Linked DNA regions of Sus scrofa: region 1 is linked to region 2. A link is a contact called in public HiChIP or PLAC-seq data. All regions are on one chromosome and are shown on one strand. Each heading gives the region's core, a stretch centred on a gene start, on an enhancer-like site or on the middle of the called end of the contact. The rest is flanking DNA. Distances are from core to core; before and after follow the strand shown.

What was found. HiChIP or PLAC-seq counts read pairs in DNA pulled down with a chosen protein or histone mark.
Region 1: a contact with region 2 is called in an H3K27ac HiChIP or PLAC-seq map of alveolar macrophages. The contact joins two enhancer-like sites. A contact is called at or near these places in 1 of 47 Hi-C or Micro-C datasets (epiblast stem cells) and 1 of 2 datasets of contacts at active chromatin or transcription factors (alveolar macrophages).

What each region holds. Positions count from the first base shown.
Region 1 is chr1:32,483,248-32,486,368 of Sscrofa11.1, forward strand. The region is part of intron 1 of EPB41L2 (band 4.1-like protein 2); the gene reads left to right. Among named protein-coding and RNA genes, the nearest start is that of EPB41L2, 67 kb to the left of the region's middle. Within about 2 kb of position 1,719, at least 17 of the 83 cell types and tissues checked have an H3K27ac peak or open chromatin away from gene starts, as enhancers often do. A contact at or near this core is called in alveolar macrophages, where this site is marked.
Region 2 is chr1:32,022,937-32,026,012 of Sscrofa11.1, forward strand. It overlaps a transcript of ARG1 not described here. Among named protein-coding and RNA genes, the nearest start is that of ARG1, 4.2 kb to the left of the region's middle. Within about 2 kb of position 1,610, at least 6 of the 83 cell types and tissues checked have an H3K27ac peak or open chromatin away from gene starts, as enhancers often do. A contact at or near this core is called in alveolar macrophages, where this site is marked.

The sequences.
Region 1 (3,121 bases), core at 469-2,968, 460 kb after region 2:
ATCTGATCACATAAGCCCTGGCTCGTCTTGGACAGCTGGCTCACTGATTCCCAACAAGAGCTGATTCTGCTGTGGCCCGACTCCTGTCATCTGGGGCAGAGGTACACAGGGATTACAGTGTTTGTATATGTCTAGCCATCAGCTGGGCTTGTTTTATATAATGATACCAAGCCCTGTGTCATGCCATTCCATCTGTTTCTTTGAAAGATAAATATACAGTTAGCACAGGACAGATCCTGTTACAGTCAACTCCATGGCAGAAATAAACTTTCTCCCTGTGGGTATTCCTATATAATTAAAGGCTGAGGTGGGATGAAACCCTCCCCAGGGGATTGGTGGATGCTCAGACCAGTCCTTCTCCAGAAGAGAGAAAACACCTCAAGCTCTGTTCTCATGACTCTGGGATCCAATGGGAAAAATGTTTACTTGTGACATGTAGATAAGGCAGCCGAAACAAATTTCCTTATCTTGTTATAACTGTGCTGTTTTATTGGTTTATTCAGCATTTATCGAATTTAGATGTTCTGGTATGTTTAACGTGGAATTATAGGGGATAATGGGAAGAGATAAAAAGGGATTAAGGAGGGGGAATACGAGATACCGAATCATGGCTGAACTCAAACTTACTTGAATTGATCTAGGCAGAATCATTAGATTGAGGCTGATCATGGGAGGAGGAAGTGATTGGGGAGATGATGACAGAGGGGGAAGTGAGGTGTGGCAGATAGTTGATTATTAGGAGTGCTACTTTTCACCCTTTTTGTCTGATATATATGTGTGTACACACACCTTTCTAAAAGTGTAAATGTGTATATATCCTCTTAGTTCGGCTTTCATAGGTACAACCCCTCTCTCCCCCAGGACAGACCATACAGAGTCTTTGTTGACCTCCTGCATCTAGAGGCAGTGTCTTGCCTCATCGAACAAGGCATACCTATAATGGGTGATGTCCATTCTCTGGTTTCCATCCAGCTCTGTTGTCAGTGATCAGCCCCAGTGTTGAGGCCTCCTCCAGGACCGTGCCCTGCCCTGCTTTGTCACATAGCTGGAAATCACACTCTGGAGGTCATCAGTTGTGGGGTTCCTGGGATGGGTGATTCGATGAGTAAGAGCAGAGATTGCTCTGGGCATAGCTTGTCCTTGAAGTGTGGTGCCTTATCAGATCCTACTGCCTGCCCTCAGTTCTGTCCCCTGGGAGGATGGCTTTCATCTGCCATATGCACCTCAGGGCTGCTTCAGAGAAAGGGCTGTGTCACTCTTAGCCCACATCACTCCAACTTTGCCATTCTTGGCATCCTGCTTCCTCTGCCAGTGGATGTTGCTAGAGTGGTAGGGACTCCCCGATGGGCTGGTTTGCTGAGTACCAGACTTCTCTTTCATAGCCTTGGGATTTGTGAGAGTGTATAACCATAAACTCACATGTAACTTGATCAGGCTTCCCCTCACCCTACGTTTTATTCTGAGTGTCCTATGGTTTAAAAATCAGTAACAGAGCTATTGTTAGATTTGGTCATAAACGTTTTTAACCTTATACCTGAAAGCTTGGGTTGGATTTTTTTTTTTTTTTTCCCTCAAGTGTAGACGGGAAGTGGACAGTCTAGACAGAAGAGAGTCAGCATTAATGAGGACACGGAAACACGAAGACTTATTCCGAACTGAGGAGGCTGGTATGGCTGGAGTTCAGGCTGTGTGTAAGAGGGCATGGGAAGCAGAAGACGAGCTGCACATCTGGATTGGAGCCAGTCAGTGCTGAACCCAGGAGGTTACAGAGGAGTTTGGTCTCCATACTCCCTGCAGAGCCACTGGAAGCCTTTCAAAAATTTTTGTTGCTGTTATGGTTTTGAAGGAAGGGGCATAGTTACAAGTATCTGTGTTTCAGAAATACTACCTGCTAAGTTTTATAGAGAATTACCTGATTTCTCTGCGTATCTGTGCTGGTGATTTTTATCCTCAGTTAAAGGAGTCTGCCTAAGGAAGCCTCCTTTTGTGTTTGCTTTATTTATGACTTCTAGGTGACATTTCCAACTGCAGTAGCAATCTCAAATTGCACTCTGTAAAGTGAAATCTAGTACTTTAAATTGCCCTTTTTGGGTGGCATTTATTATATGTTTTTCTTAGTTTATTTTGGGGTGGTATTTATTATAAAGGTGACTAAGATCTAGTAGTTATTTAACTTATAGTAAATCTCATTGTTACCAGTTAAGGTACTTTTTTTTTTTTTTTTTTTTTTATAACGACTGAATAATCATCTGAAGCTTGGTGGTACTGATTGAAGGAGGTATATTTGGTATTTGTGGCTCCTTATTGTGAGACAAATTTGTGCCCAGTCTTACTGTGTGCCAGGCTGATCAAAGATAAATAAGAATGAGCTGCCATAAGTTCACAGTAAGGCAGATTGATACTGAGAATTCAAAAAAGGTCATTTCGGCAGTAGACATACATGTAAAGAAAAAAAACAGTGCAGTGAGCCTGGGTGAAGAGGGGAAAAGATCAGGAGTGACGCCTGTAGTGAGTTTATTTTTTGTTACTAGGATTTTGTTTGTAGCTGTATATTACTTAATGAATATGATCCATCTATTCATTCAACAAATGTCCCTTACTATCTGCCAGATACTTTATTGGGTTGTGGGGGATGTGGGTGTAAGATTGCCTTCTTGGCCTCTAGGAATCTGATTGCTCACATGGAGAGGCAGGCCAGTCAGTAGCAAAAAGAGGCATTCTGGGGACTGGGTATTGCCCCCCAAAACTGTAGAAATACAAAATTTTCCTAATCATTTTGTTTAATAATTAACAGAATCTAATAGAATCTTACCATGTATTAAGTATGAGAGGGGGAAAAATCCTTTCGTAAATTACCTTCTTAATTGCTGTTTGAGAAAATTTGTTGAGTGAATGAGTGTATCTTTTGTGTAAGAGGTTTTTACAAATTGGTATTAATTCAAAAGAATATTTGCATTATTTGCTATTGGCTATCCCTTTATCAAAAGGATACTTTTTTTTCCTCCAGTTGAAATTTCCAGGAAGTATCATTGTCATAGGATTTCTGTCCAAGCACTTTTCTGAAGCCAATGGGTGGGTGTATGTTTAGATCCAAGAGAAACAAATTATAACCATGGATGTG
Region 2 (3,076 bases), core at 360-2,859:
TTTCTGGCCCATCAAAGTCAAGTATGGTAATGCTTGACTTTGATGAACAGGGCAGCACCTATGTAAGAGCTCCTTGGCATTCCACTGGAAACCTCAGCCCAGACTGCCATAGGTCCATTAATTAATCATCAATCTGTAGCTACAGCTGTTCTCCCAATTCCCAACTCCACTACTCCGTCTTGTCCATAGGATGTCATAAGGAAACTACCAGATGTGCCAATAAATTCTTGCTATAGTTTGTCATCCACCAGTCTGACTTTCTTGGCAAATGAGATGAGTTGGCCCTGACACACCCTGTTCTTGGGAAATCCATGCTGACTTCTAGTGATCACTGCTTCTTTTTTGTTGTAAGCATAAACCTTCTTATCAGGCTCCAAAGCTGTCATCTCAGAACTTCTAAAAGAAGACAGAAAGCATCTTACCTACATCATCTTATCTGAGCTCCATTTTTTTCCAACTCTATCTTTTCATTTATCTTAAGAGTATATATAAATAAATACACACACACACACACATATATATAGGGTTTTTAAAGCCCTTCTTTTAATATAACATATCTCCTAACCATTATCTCCTCTCTCTCTAGCATTTCTCTGAAGATGGAATCACATTTTATTTGACTTTGATCCAAAGCCAGTAGAATGAGATTGGCATATAGGCTTTTGTATTAGTTTCCTAGAGATACCAAAACAGAAATACCACAAGCCGGATGCCTTAAAACAGCAGAAATATATTACCTGATAATTCAGGAGGCTAGCAGTCTGAAATCAAAATGTGGCAGAGACATGCTCTTTTGAAACCAATAGGAGAATGCTTCCTTGCTCTTCCTAGTTTCTGGCAGTTTTCTGGTGATCTTTGGCTCCCTTCACTTGTAGATGCAGCCCTCTAATCCTCCATCGTCATACGGTATTCTCCCTATGTCTCTGTGTTTTCACAAGGTCATGTTCTTACAAGGGCACGGGTTATATTAGATTAGTCCTACCCTACTGCAGTATGACCTCAATTTTACATATAGGCAATGAACCTATCTCCAAATATGGCCATATTCTGAGGGACTGGAGATAAGGAGACTTCACCGTATCTTTGGGAAACATAGTGCAAACCCTACAAGTCCTCTATTAATATTTTTTCAAAAATAAAAGAGTGAATAAATATGATGAAAGAAAGAAACAAAAATCTAGTGCTTACTATCTACCCCTTTCTTTTTCTAAGCCTTCAAACTGTGGCCCATTTATGCATTCTTTTTTCAGCAGCCAACTAACAAACAAGACTCTCTTCTGATGTAGGCCAAGATTCTTAACACTTTTATAGAGAACTAGAAGGTGCACAAAATCCAAAGGACTAAATCACTCATGGAGTGATTTCAGGGAACATTTTGTCTGGCACATTGCTCAAACTCTTTAAACCCAATAGAGGAAGCTTGGGCTTGCTCCTGAAACACTGAGTTTATAGAAATATTCAAACTGATGATCCCTGCTACATTACCTAGTCATGTCTCTAGGAAGGAACTTCTAACCCTCTGAGGCACACGAGATGTCTAGGCACAGTGGGCGGCCAAGGGAGAAGGTTCCTTTTGAGTGTCTGGCTTACGTTGCTTCATGGCTGTGTGTTGTGTAACTTCCTCCTCTTCCTTTGCGGTTCTCCCATAACCCAGCCCAACTTGAGGCAGCACTCCTGAGAGTGTGCAGGCTATAGGAAACAACGTGTGGAAGAGCAATGTCACTGATGACTCTATGAGCACAGGAGCTCAGGGCAACCCACTTTGGGGTCCCGGAGTCTCCAGAGCAATCACTCAGTTCCCAGGGGGACCTTGAACCGCAGCCAACTTGGGGAAGATATTTAAGTTTTATTTTGGTGGCTGCAGCTACAGACTCCCAGATAGAATCTAGGAGAGAAGGAATGAAGGTATGAATCTCAGGAAACAAAATCACTAGGTTCATGAGTGCGTATGGGTCATTTCAAAGTACCCTAAAAATAGTATGGACACTTACCGTCCTGCACTGGCGGGCAAAGATTGGAGCCAGAAAACTACTGTGTTTGCCTAGTACTGGGACTTAGATTACGCCAAGGTAAATGCGGCTCAGAATGTAGGGTGACAAGCATATGAAATAACTGTGCTCTTGAGGTAGAGCCGTTTGTTCCACTCACAACACTGAGCCTAGAGCTGAGAATGGGGTCTGCATTTCTTGGACCCTGCTAATGCTTGCCCACGATCGGATGCTGCTTCTCTTCATCTGCAAGACCCCTTCCTTTTCATAAATGAGACAGTTAAGTTTTAGCTTTTAAAAGATTAAAGGGATTTTGAGAAGCTTTCAGAAATGAAACCTGATGACTAGTAAACCCTATACTCTGAAAAAATTGAAAGTTCATCATAGTCTCTACCCAGACCAGGAGAATCAAATCATTATGTCTTATGTTTCAGCGCTTTCTTTCTTTTGATTTGTTCCACTAAACGATGGGTACCCTCAAAGTCTAACTTCTTTGGAAAATTAAACTGAAATGAAAAGCTAAATTTTATTTTTTGCTGAGGAGTTTTAGTGTGTTCGTATGTTAATTGGCCCTGGATATTGGCCCTGGATTTCTTATAAGTCTTTTTTTTTTTTTTTTTTTTTTGTCTTTTTTGTCTTTTTGTTGTTGTTGTTGTTGTTGCTATTTCTTGGGCCGCTCCCGCAGCATATGGAGGTTCCCAGGCTAGGGGTTGAATCGGAGCTCTAGCCACCGGCCTACGCCAGAGCCACAGCAACGCGGGATCCGAGCCGCATCTGCAACCTACACCACAGCTCACGGCAACGCTGGATCGTTAACCCATTGAGCAAGGGCAGGGACCGAACCCGCAACCTCATGGTTCCTAGTCGGATTCGTTAACCACTGTGCCACGACGGGAACTCCCCTCTTATAAGTCTTAAAGGAATTGGGGCGGGGGGGTTAATTTAAGAGATGGCAGGATTAAAAAAAAAAATAGCTCATGCTCTGGAGACTAACTTATCTAATTTCCAATGAAGCATTTCTGGAGGAATGTGGATTTTTATCTAGTTGTTTTCAAATGCCCCAGAGCAAAAGCAGCTTCTGTTCTAGC